Regions from separate parts of the Danio rerio genome. Here region 1 is linked to region 2. The links are chromatin contacts, called in public HiChIP or PLAC-seq maps. All regions are on one chromosome and are shown on one strand. Each heading gives the region's core, a stretch centred on a gene start, on an enhancer-like site or on the middle of the called end of the contact. The rest is flanking DNA. Distances are from core to core; before and after follow the strand shown. Region 1 holds the start of gxylt2 (glucoside xylosyltransferase 2). Region 2 holds the start of rybpb (RING1 and YY1 binding protein b).

Region 1 (5,184 bases), core at 2,213-4,712, 120 kb after region 2:
TCTGACATTACATCAGTTACATCATTACATCATCATTGGCTTTTATATTCACACATTCAGACTTTCTCGTTAATAATATAATTTCATAAAAGTTTTCTTTGCTAATTCTAAATATTGAATCATATTAGCAGCTAATGACTATCAAAATACAACAATGTTCACAGTCAACTGAATAGTGTTGATGTTGTTTTGAAGTCATACTAGCATGTCATTTCAGACCGAATATTCAAAGTACCATGGTAAACAAAATAGGGAGGATTTCACAAGTTGTCACTGAACAAATGTGCGAATATAAAACCAACATAACTCAATCAAATAATCAACTCAAACTCAAAAAATCAACTAGCCATGGTCCATCTGACAAAAAGTCAACATGTGAGGAGTAAAAGAAAAGAAAAGGGCAGCTTACAACTCCACCTTGTGGTTACTCCATTAGTTCTCAATAAGAAATATTGTAAACAACCCCTTTGCCAACTAGTATTTTAGACACAGTTAGCTTTACATTAACATTATCATATTCAATACAACTCTATTAAACAGTCAATAAGCATTTTTAAAAGGACAAAATACCAAAATAAAGGAAAACCACGCAACAAGAAGATAAAAGTCGCTATATTGATTTAATACGTGCTCACAGCCAAAACCACAGCCAAATCAGTCAATTAAATGATGAAAGATGATAAATCCCAATACAGACAAGAAGATGCCAAAACCTATGTCTACCTTTTTGTTTATTCAATGTTTATGCCAACGTAAAACAGGCAAGACAAGACACACTAAATGCAGTATTTAAGTTATTACGTTATTCATTAATATAATGCGATATAAAAGACACAAATTACAACAACATAAAACAAAACGTTTCATACCTTCACGCGTTTTCTGTGAACAGTTAAATGCGCTAAACAACATCAGTAACACATATGCAGCACATGGATTGTCTGCTTCCTGCTTTCTCTGATGGCCATGTTTTACCGTAATGCCACATATAAAGGCGGCATAAAATAATACGCGATATTTTTCAAAAAAATACAACACCGTGAAGGTTTGAGGATTTTGATGATTATAGAGACTGTAAATCAAATCCCCCAAAAACTCAGAATCATAAAAGTGGAATATTAAAAAGATCTAAAGATTTTAGCCTTAAGGGAATGTTCACCCCAAAATGAAAATTCAATTACTATTTACTCACCTGCATGTGGTTCTAAACTTTTATAAATGTATTTGGATGATGTGATGGTAGCCCCCGGACAATTACACCAGTGCGGTCACCACACACCAACTATAAGAGGAGTAAAGAGACAGTGATAGAGCCAACTCAGTAGATGGAGATGATTGGGAGGCCATGTTGGGTAAGGGCCAGTGGAGAGAATCTGGATGTAGGTTACACCCCTACTCTTTAAAAGAAGTGCTATGGGATTTTTAATGATCACAGAGAGTCAGGACCTTGGTTTTACGTCTCATCCGAAAGACGACGCTCATTGACAGTAAACTGTCCCCTTCACAACTAAAAAAAAAGCAGGATGAGGGAAGTAAATCATAACAGAATATTCATTTATTATGAACTATCCCTTTAAAGGGTCAAAAATACATTTAGGGCTACAGGAAAACTATATAAACATTAATACATTTTTTAAAATAACCCCATATTGGTTAAAAAAACTCAGGTCATCCAATATGTTAGTTATTTTACTTTATTTGTCCCTGTATGCTGCAAAATAAATTTTACAAGCAGGCTACAGTAAATAAACAAAAAGTTGAATATAGATGTAAATAAAACTAAAAAGACAATTATACACTAAAAAATGCCATTTTAAATTAATTTCTGATTTGCAAGGTTTTATAAGACACAATAAAAGGCATATTTTTGTTAAAGATTACTTATCATACTTGCGACTTGTAACATTAGTCAGTTTGTTAGAAGGGATATTTTTTTACTTATTATTATTATTAATTCATTAATTAATGGTGAATTTTTTTTCGTCTGTATGCAGTTATTCTCTGATATTATGGTTAAGTGTACTTCATTTGGTATTTATTTTATTTATTTATTATATTGTCGCTGGTTCGAACCCAGGCTGGGTCAGTTGGTATTTTCTGCGTGGAGTTTACATGTTCTGTGTAAAACATATGCTGGATGGGTTGGCAGTTCATTCCGCTGTGGTGACCCCAGATTAATAAAGGGACTAAGCCAAACAGAAAATGAATGAATGAATGAATGAATTTCAAACTAACTCCACATGGATGACCTAAGTTTTTTAACTATCCCTTTAAATATATTGCAATGCAGTTTAAAATCTAATTTAAAAAAGCATAAAAAACGGCACTACAGTAAATAAGCAGAAATAGGAGGAATAAGATGAATATAGATATAAACAAAACAAACAAAAAAAGACAATTATACATTAAGAAATGCAATTTAAAAAAAAAATTCTGGTTTTGCAAGGTTTGATGAGATACAGTAAATGCATATTATAATTAAAGTTTACACCGCATACTAACAACTTGTAACATTAGTCATTTTGTTGGAAGGAAGTTTTGTTTTTACTTAGGCTATTATTATTAATTAATTCATTCCTTTTTTTCCATCTGTATGCAGTTATTCTCTGATATTATTGTTAAGTGTTAATGTACTTCATTTGGTATTTATGCATTTTTATATTTATTTTTCTTGTTTTGTTAATTGGGTTAATGAATGAGGGGTTAGGGGATGTGATTAACAGTGGACAATAACTTACTGTTTACCTCACAATAATTAATTTTGTCACACAAAAGACTAATAAAAAGATTAAAAATAAAATAAAGATAACATCACAATGAATAACATTATAGTCATAATATAAAAAAAAATATCCTCCTGACAGCAAAATAATATACTTAATAACTGTAACAAAGCAGTTTTAATAAGATATACCATTTGTTTGGCTCAGTGGTTAGCACTGTTGCCTCACAGCAAGAAGGTCGCTGGTTTGAGTCTCGGCTGGGTCATTTGGCACTTCTGTGTGGAGTTTGCATGTTCTCCCCACATTGGTTTCTTTTGGGTGCTCCAATTTCCCCCCATGCAATATGGGTGAACTGAATAAACTGAATTGACTGTAGTGTATGAGTGTGAATGTTAGTGTATGGGTGTTTCTCAGTATTGGGTTGCAGCTGGAAGGGCATCCATTGCGTAAAACATATGCTGGAATAGTTGGAGGTTCATTCCGCTGTGGTGACCCCTGATGAATAAAGGAACTAAGCCAAAAGAAAATGAATGAATGGATATACCATTTATTTTGTACTTTCATTGCGCTGGAGTGCATTACAAGTATTACGGTAAGGAGAGTAAGGTCCGCCTTCAGAGATTCATTTACGTGAGAGAGATCGGCGCTAAGCTGAGCAGCATCGTCTTCATCATCACACACAGTACAAATGAAGAAGTATGGCTGCACACTACAAATATGTCCCCTTGTTTTAACCAGAGCCATGGTTAAAACACCCCACCGCGGACGGAGCACTTTTTCACCATGAGGATTCACTGCAAGGTTGTGGCCATCGCGGTGTGCTTCGGAGTTTTTCTACTTTTGTACTTTTTCGGGGGGAACGCTGCGGACGAGCCGCCGCTGAAAGAAGTTGCGAAAGAAAAACATTTTCCATCATTCGGTAATTTCGAGGACATTGTCCTTCTGAAAGGTGCGAAACAAACCAACGAGGAGCCACAGAAACCACCGAAACTAATCCGCAAAGAGCCCAAGTTGAGCAGCAGGAGAGCAGAGAATGTCATCGCGAAGACTCGGTAAGACATTCTTCAAGTGCAAAAATCATGATCAACAATATGTATGATCCAACAACAGAATGTGTGCAAGTGTGTTTTATTATGTCTGATATCAGTTTTTCATAATACATCACATAATGTAAAACAATGCATTTTTCTTCCTTCTCGAGTTAACATCCTTTCAACTGCTTTAAAATCAGTGCATGTGTTTGATCCACAAGGGAATTTATGACTTGGATTTGCATAAAATTTTCTGTGATTTGTACATAACAACACGTTTTATTAACAATTAATAAACCACTGATCTTTTTCTGGATGTCAACACAGCCAATCCAACCAGACATACTTGTCAAAAAGCCTGCTGTGACAAAGGACATTTTGGCAAGAATGTCTTGAGCTGATTGTGCAATCTTTAGATTTCTTAATACAGCAAGACAGATAATCGTGCATGGCATCATTTCTGCACTATCCACACCAGATTGTGATGCACTAACGTCTTAAATGTTGCCAGAGAGCAGTGTGCTTTGTGCATGCTACAAAGCCCAGTCCAAGAGCCCCCTGTGAGCATCTCATCCATGATTATCTCAATTGTATTTTCATTATGGCTTTATTAAAAAGGTCACCTTGAATGCAGTTGCCTCGTTCCCAAAGGGTCTCAATAGAGGACAAAATCAATGATTGGTTGTGAGTAAAAGCAAACAGTCCCTAGAGACCGGAAGATGGAGTGGTTTATTTATTAAGACCGTCCGCCCTTCTTGAAACATAATTAAAAAGAGTTTCTCCCACATTTAGCCTATAGGTGAACAGTATTTTAATGTTAAAATATAAGAACCCCAATGTTCAGTTCAATCCAAGTTGTGCTTTTCACAATAATTATCATACCAATGTTGCTTAAAAGGTGCATGTTAATACATTACAATCCATTCAGACAGATTTCAGACGTTGTGTATAGGGTGGACCGTATATATACATATACACACATGGTAACCTGCAGTTATACAATAATATAGATTAACCAAGGCTGACCGACATGACAAAAATCTCATATCATGATATAAGTCATCTCATATCCTGCCTGATACCAAAATATACATATATTCATCAGTTATTAGTTTAAATATATTAACCACATGGAAAGAACTATTTTTTCTTACAATGTAAAGTATATACAATACTCATATTTGTACTCATTCATATGTGTTTTTTTTTTACATTATTTATAACTAGGGCTGCACGATTTTGAAAAATGACATTGCAATGTTTTGTTTTTCTGCGATAAATATTGTGATTAGGTATGGGCCGCTTTAAGATTTTAACGGTATGATAACCTTCGATAAAATATCAGGGTTTTATGGTATTGTGAATATATTCGTTTTAATAGTCTGGGTAAAAACAAAAACTTTTTTCCGCTTTAAACACAATAGCTGTGT
Region 2 (5,678 bases), core at 1,819-4,318:
GGTGTAAAAGAGCAGATGAAAAGGTTAGAGCACGGGATTACTGTGTGCAGCCGCATATTACTCATAGCTGTAGACACCACATCAGTCAGCTGATGAGAAGTGTTGGCGGGTTCACACATCATAACAAACACAGCCGAGTCCAGACGGACGTAAAACATACGTGCATACCTTCATTTGCTTACAGGAATACAACCACGGTGGCATTATCGGCAAACCACACATTTATTTGACTCAATCAGGGCTTTACAATCCTGAAGTAATCCAACATCTCTCTTATTTATAACATTTCAGAATACTAACTTGCAAAAAGCAGTAGATCACATTACTAGGAGGGCCAAAACTGTCAAATTCAACAGCTGGAATTAAAACCCTGTCACACTTTAAGAAAAATCAAAGAACAAGCTGGTGTGACATGAATTTGAAAAAAAAAAAAATCAGGTCAACATAAAATTAATTATAGTAGTGAAAATCAGCTTGCCCTGCAAACATTCTGAAAATTAAACTTTAGCTAGCAAACACATTTAACCCTTTGATGCAAAAAAACACCTTCTCATGCACAACATGGGACTAAAGTGACCCATATTCATTATGTTATTGCCTTCCTTCTATCTATCTATCTATCTATCTATCTATCTATCTATCTATCTATCTATCTATCTATCTATCTATCTATCTATCTATCTATCACAAAATATATATTTAAAAATGTAAAATATGTAAGCATCAAATAGAACAATTCAGCCATGTTTAGCTGTAAACGTGTGCCGGTGAACAGTATTTAGCAGTTAATGTGTTCCTTTTTGCAGAAATTAGAAAAATGCAAAAGTTCCTATATGGGTCATTTTTGACACTTATATTAAAATTTGATGTTTAAAAACAGTTTAAAACTAGATATTTGATAGAAATAACATAGGAAAATAATATGGGTCATTTTAGACCCATGGTGTGTATTAAGAGGATAGTGACAGTGGTAATGATTTATATTCAAAATGTAAAAAATAAATTAAAATTAAAAGGCTTTGAGGAATTCTGGGAATACTAAGTTAAGTTAAAATCTTGCAAAGATATAGTAAAAAATAAACTTAGCCGGGTCACTTTAGACCCATGTTGTGCATCAAAAGGTTAAACAGACCATGCAGATTATGTATATGTTATGTAGGGTGGATAAGGTTCTGGGGCTCCAATTTGGGGAAATAAAAGTCTTCAGAACAGATCATGTTAAAGTGCTATGGCTGTTCCTCAGGATAATTATTGTTCAACAACAGAAAAAATAATTTGCGGGGTTTAATCTGTAGCAAATAATGCATCTTTGCCACTTTCAGAAAGCAGCCGGGCATTCTAAACTGGTGAGAGAAGGGGGGGGGGGGGGGGGGGGGTCAATCAAGGGTGACCTCCAACCAACATGTCTAGAGCAAAGAATGAGAACCACTGGGTTAAATGACCTTTATGAAAGGACAAGAAAAACCTAGACCTGTTAGTGACGGCTTCCAACTGAATCACTCAGAAATTGGAGCAGTGAAATCATCCAATTAGACAAACCAGAAAAACAACATTAACTCTGCTTCTTTGCCCTTAGCTTTAATACAAATGAGCAGCATGTTAGTATAATTGTAAAATGAAGCAGAGTCGTTTCACTTGCTTGTGTGTCAAAACAAATGACACATCATGAAGACTGATTAAGAATTTCTGACACCACAATGACCTTTAAACTGTTGCAACCGCTCTAACATGCAGGAAAAACCCGAGAAAATCAGTTTCCTGTTATGGATCTTAACACCAAAGGTATCTGTAACAGTTTGACAGCTTAAAACACACCCAGACATTAAATACATTTGATTAAAACAGACACATGCCAGCCATACAGCTTTCAATGGGAAATCTGGCTGGAGCCACAACATGCAAACACTGCAGCACTGCATTAGCAGGTATGCGTCTGCAAGCATGCACGATCATGGAGCTGCAGTGAAAGCATTAGAACGCAAATCCAATGCAATAAAATGCGCTCAAGCTAATGAAAGACAAAGAAAGTTTGCCTTCCACTGCAGTGACTGCACAGGCTGTCTGCCACACTCAATTTAGCGCCAGTCATCAGACTGAACAAATGACATTTCACTTGCATGAGACGACTGGTGTTTCTATGAATCTTAAACAGCAAATCAACAAGTAAAGCGTCCAAATCGACAGCATTAGTGATGAGATCAGGAATGCAATGCTGCATAAGTCCATTGTAAATGCCCATACCTGGTAGACGTGCCCTTCCGTACATCACAGATGCTGCATTTGAAGGCTTCGGCACTGTTTCTGAAAGTGCACACGCTACAGTCCCAAAATCCGTTGTCCGCTGTCGGTTTGGCTTGTCTTTTTGGCCTTTAATGACAAGAGAAGCTCAAATTATTAAGGTCAACTTTCACGTTTGCCCCCTAACATCCGTCGACTCGAATGCGTTTAACCGAAGCGAAGTGGCACAGAAAGTGACAGAAAATCCGACACATGACGCGCGAGGACGGTTTATTAGAACCGGAAAATACTGGAAACGCACGCTAACCAGCTAACTAGCCACGGTTATTCTCCACAGCTTCTAGTCACCAGAGACATGTAATTCACTTAAAGGGTCTAGATTGGTGTCCGCTGGCACGGCAGCTAGCGTTAGCCAGAGAGCTAAAGATATCGCGTCGGTGAACGGCGTGAAATCGAATGTCAAAAAACGTCCGTTTAACGGCTAACTTCGATTAAAAACCCCGTCCGAAGAGGCCAGGCGTATCCCGTAGGAGAAAAATCTCTTTGTCTGAGAGGCACTGAGTCGTGTTTAGAGTCCTCTGTAAAGAAGAGAAAGCCGCCATAGCTGCGCTTGTTTCTGAGAGAAAGGAGAAACACTCCTCGAGAAAAGCATCCGAATATCCACCGAGCGAAAAAACAGCCGCGCGGACACCAAAATCGCCTCAGAAACTACCGACTGTTGACGCTTTCTTACCTGGTCGGGCTCTTTTTGTCGCCCATTGTGGAAAAATAGACTCCCAGAAGACCGAAACGGGTTCCGTAATTAACAATAATTGTGCGTAAAGGTCCGTGTGAGCGTGTATGTGTGTGTATGGTGGATCCACACTGAGAGAAGCGCTTGCAGGCAGACTCGCCTTCCCCCGACTGAATGACTGACTCTAGGCAGGGCGAAGAGACTGCGGACCCCGTGACTGCGCCGTCCAATCACCGCGGTTTTCGATTTAAAAGTCTCGCCAGAAATAATCGGCACGGATGGAGTAATACTACTACACTGCTCTCCGATTGCCAAACGTAATTAAGACTGTGTGCCTGTCGAGGTGAGAGAAAGCAGCAGTGAAAGACTGACTCGATGACTGAATGACTCTGCTATACCTCAACGGCGCTGAGGAGTGTGCGTTGAGCTGGGCTACAAAGTCAAGTTCAACTTGGGACACCTCCATACTGGAATATACATGCATGCGCTTACTTTATTCTGTGCTTTGACACCTCAAAGCAATGCATGGGAATGATTAAGAATGAAATGTTCACAGCCACAGATTTAAATCTGTCTTCAAGCATCTCAGAGTGCAACAAGTTTGTCACTGCAGCCAGCCTCACATAGCTACAAGTGATACAATATAAAGCAGGGGTGCCCAAACTTTTTCGTATGAAGGGCCAAAAACGGAATATCATTGAGAACCGTGGGCCAAAGATAAATAGGCTATCACAAACTAATTTACTTTAATGTTGCCATGGGTAATTTCCACATTTATTTCATTATATTTAAGAATCAATTTGAATCATATTAACTAATGCAGTAGCTTTTTCTAAATAAATATTTTATTGCAACAAAAACATAAACAATCACGTCTATAACAGAGTGGAGTTCAATACTGAATACACAGGTCAAGCAGAATCTGCCTTTGCCCTGATTTGGTCACCAAAGCCTCTGCATTGTCTTCTATTCATCGAGTGACTGTTTGTACATTTTAAACTAAATTAGAGCATTTAAATTAAAACATTTAATTCCAGTTTGCTTTTTTGTAGCTTAACAGTAAAACAAACAAATAAAAGGTTGCATTAAATTTGAAATAACAATCTCTAAAGCAATCTCCCTCTTTTTTTCAGATGGGGTGATGGGCCAGATCAAAGGTTACCATGGGCCAACTTTGACCAATTTTTAAATCTCTGATAAAGAGTGTCTCAGTTTTAAAAGGCATGGCTCACCCTGAAAAAAAAGAAAATTTGCTCTTAATTTACTCATTCAAGTAACGTTTTTTCGTCTTAACAATACAGATTTTTAGCTGAATCCATGATCACCAGCACTTTGAGAGTAAAAAAAAATTATTACAGAGGCAAAATATACATAGATTGTCATCGTTTCTATTTATGTTGTAAATAATGCTCAGTTTCTTAACATCATTTACATTTTTAATGAAAGGAGCTGAGCCAAAAGCCAAAGCTTTTGATTTACCGGTCAATCTACGTTCCTACCTTCACCCATGGTCATGAGCTTTTGGACTGAAAGGACAAGCAGCTAAAATTAGTTTCTTTCGCAGGGTGTCAAAACGCACCCTTAGGGTGAGGAGCTCTGTCACCCGGGAGGAGCTCTGAGTAGAGCCGCTGCTCCTCCACATTGAGAGAAGTCAGCTGAGGTGGTTTGGGCATCTGTTTCGGATGCCTACAGGACGCCTATATAGGGAAGTGTTCTAGGCATGTCCCACCTGGAGGAGGCCTCAGGGAAGACCCAGGGACTATGTCTCTCAGCTGGCCAGGGAATGACTCGGGACCTTTCATTATTCGAGGAGCTGGAGGAAGTGTCTGGGGAGAGGGAAGTCTGGGTTCTCTCCAAAGACTGCTGCCCCCACGACAGCAGAAAAGCGTACAAGAAATAAATGAAATTAATGAAACAATCAATCATTGCAAGGGACCACACAGGGGCTCAGAGGTTAGCACTGTCGCCTCACAGCAAGAAGGTCACTGGTTCGAGCTTCGGCTGGACCAGTTGGCAATTCTGTGTGGAGTTTGCATTGTTCTTCCATGTGTGTGTGTGGTCTTCCTCCGGGTGCTCCGATTTCCCCCACAGTTCAAAGACATGCACTACAGGTGAATTGAATAAACTAAATAATGTAAGTGTGTGAATGAGTGTTTATGGATGTTTCCCAGTACTGGGTTGCAGCGGGAAGGACATCCGCTGTGTAATACAGGTACATATGCTGGATAATTAAAAAGAATGAATGAACAAATAAAGTATAAAATTTTTTACTAATATTTAATTAATTATTCATTCATTTTCTTGTCGGCTTAGTCCCTTTATTAATCCGGGTTTACCACAGCGGAATGAACCACCAACTTATCCAGCACGTTTTTACGCAGCGGATGCCCTTCCAGCCCCAACCCATCTTACACTCATTCACACACACTTTCATACACTACGAATAATTTAGCCTACCCAATTCACCTGTACTAACTTTGGGGGAAACCGGAGCACCCGGAGGAAACCCACGCGAACGGGACTACCTGCAAACTCAACACAGAAACGACAACTGAGCCAAGGCTCGAACCAGCGACCCAGCGACCTTCTTGCTGTGAGGCAACAGCACTACCTACTGTGCCACTGCATCGCCCATTTAATTAATTATTAGAAGATTAATACATTTAAATAATTGAACAATTCTAAATATAATTTTAAAAAACATCTC

What was found. HiChIP or PLAC-seq counts read pairs in DNA pulled down with a chosen protein or histone mark.
Region 1: a contact with region 2 is called in an H3K4me3 HiChIP or PLAC-seq map of gastrula embryo, with 4 times the contacts expected there. The contact joins the promoter of gxylt2 here to the promoter of rybpb in region 2. A contact is called at or near these places in 1 of 18 Hi-C or Micro-C datasets (caudal fin) and 2 of 4 datasets of contacts at active chromatin or transcription factors (embryo and gastrula embryo).

The regions. Positions count from the first base shown.
Region 1 is chr6:46,683,042-46,688,225 of GRCz12tu, forward strand. It overlaps gxylt2 (glucoside xylosyltransferase 2), which reads left to right and starts at 3,463. Exons shown (of 7, transcript NM_001110200.1): 1 at 3,463-3,775. The coding sequence starts at 3,507. It overlaps shq1 (SHQ1, H/ACA ribonucleoprotein assembly factor), which reads right to left and starts at 962. Exons shown (of 12, transcript NM_001080600.2): 1 at 870-962.
Region 2 is chr6:46,563,867-46,569,544 of GRCz12tu, forward strand. It overlaps rybpb (RING1 and YY1 binding protein b), which reads right to left and starts at 3,069. Exons shown (of 5, transcript NM_001012373.2): 1 at 2,972-3,069; 2 at 2,242-2,367. The coding sequence starts at 2,997.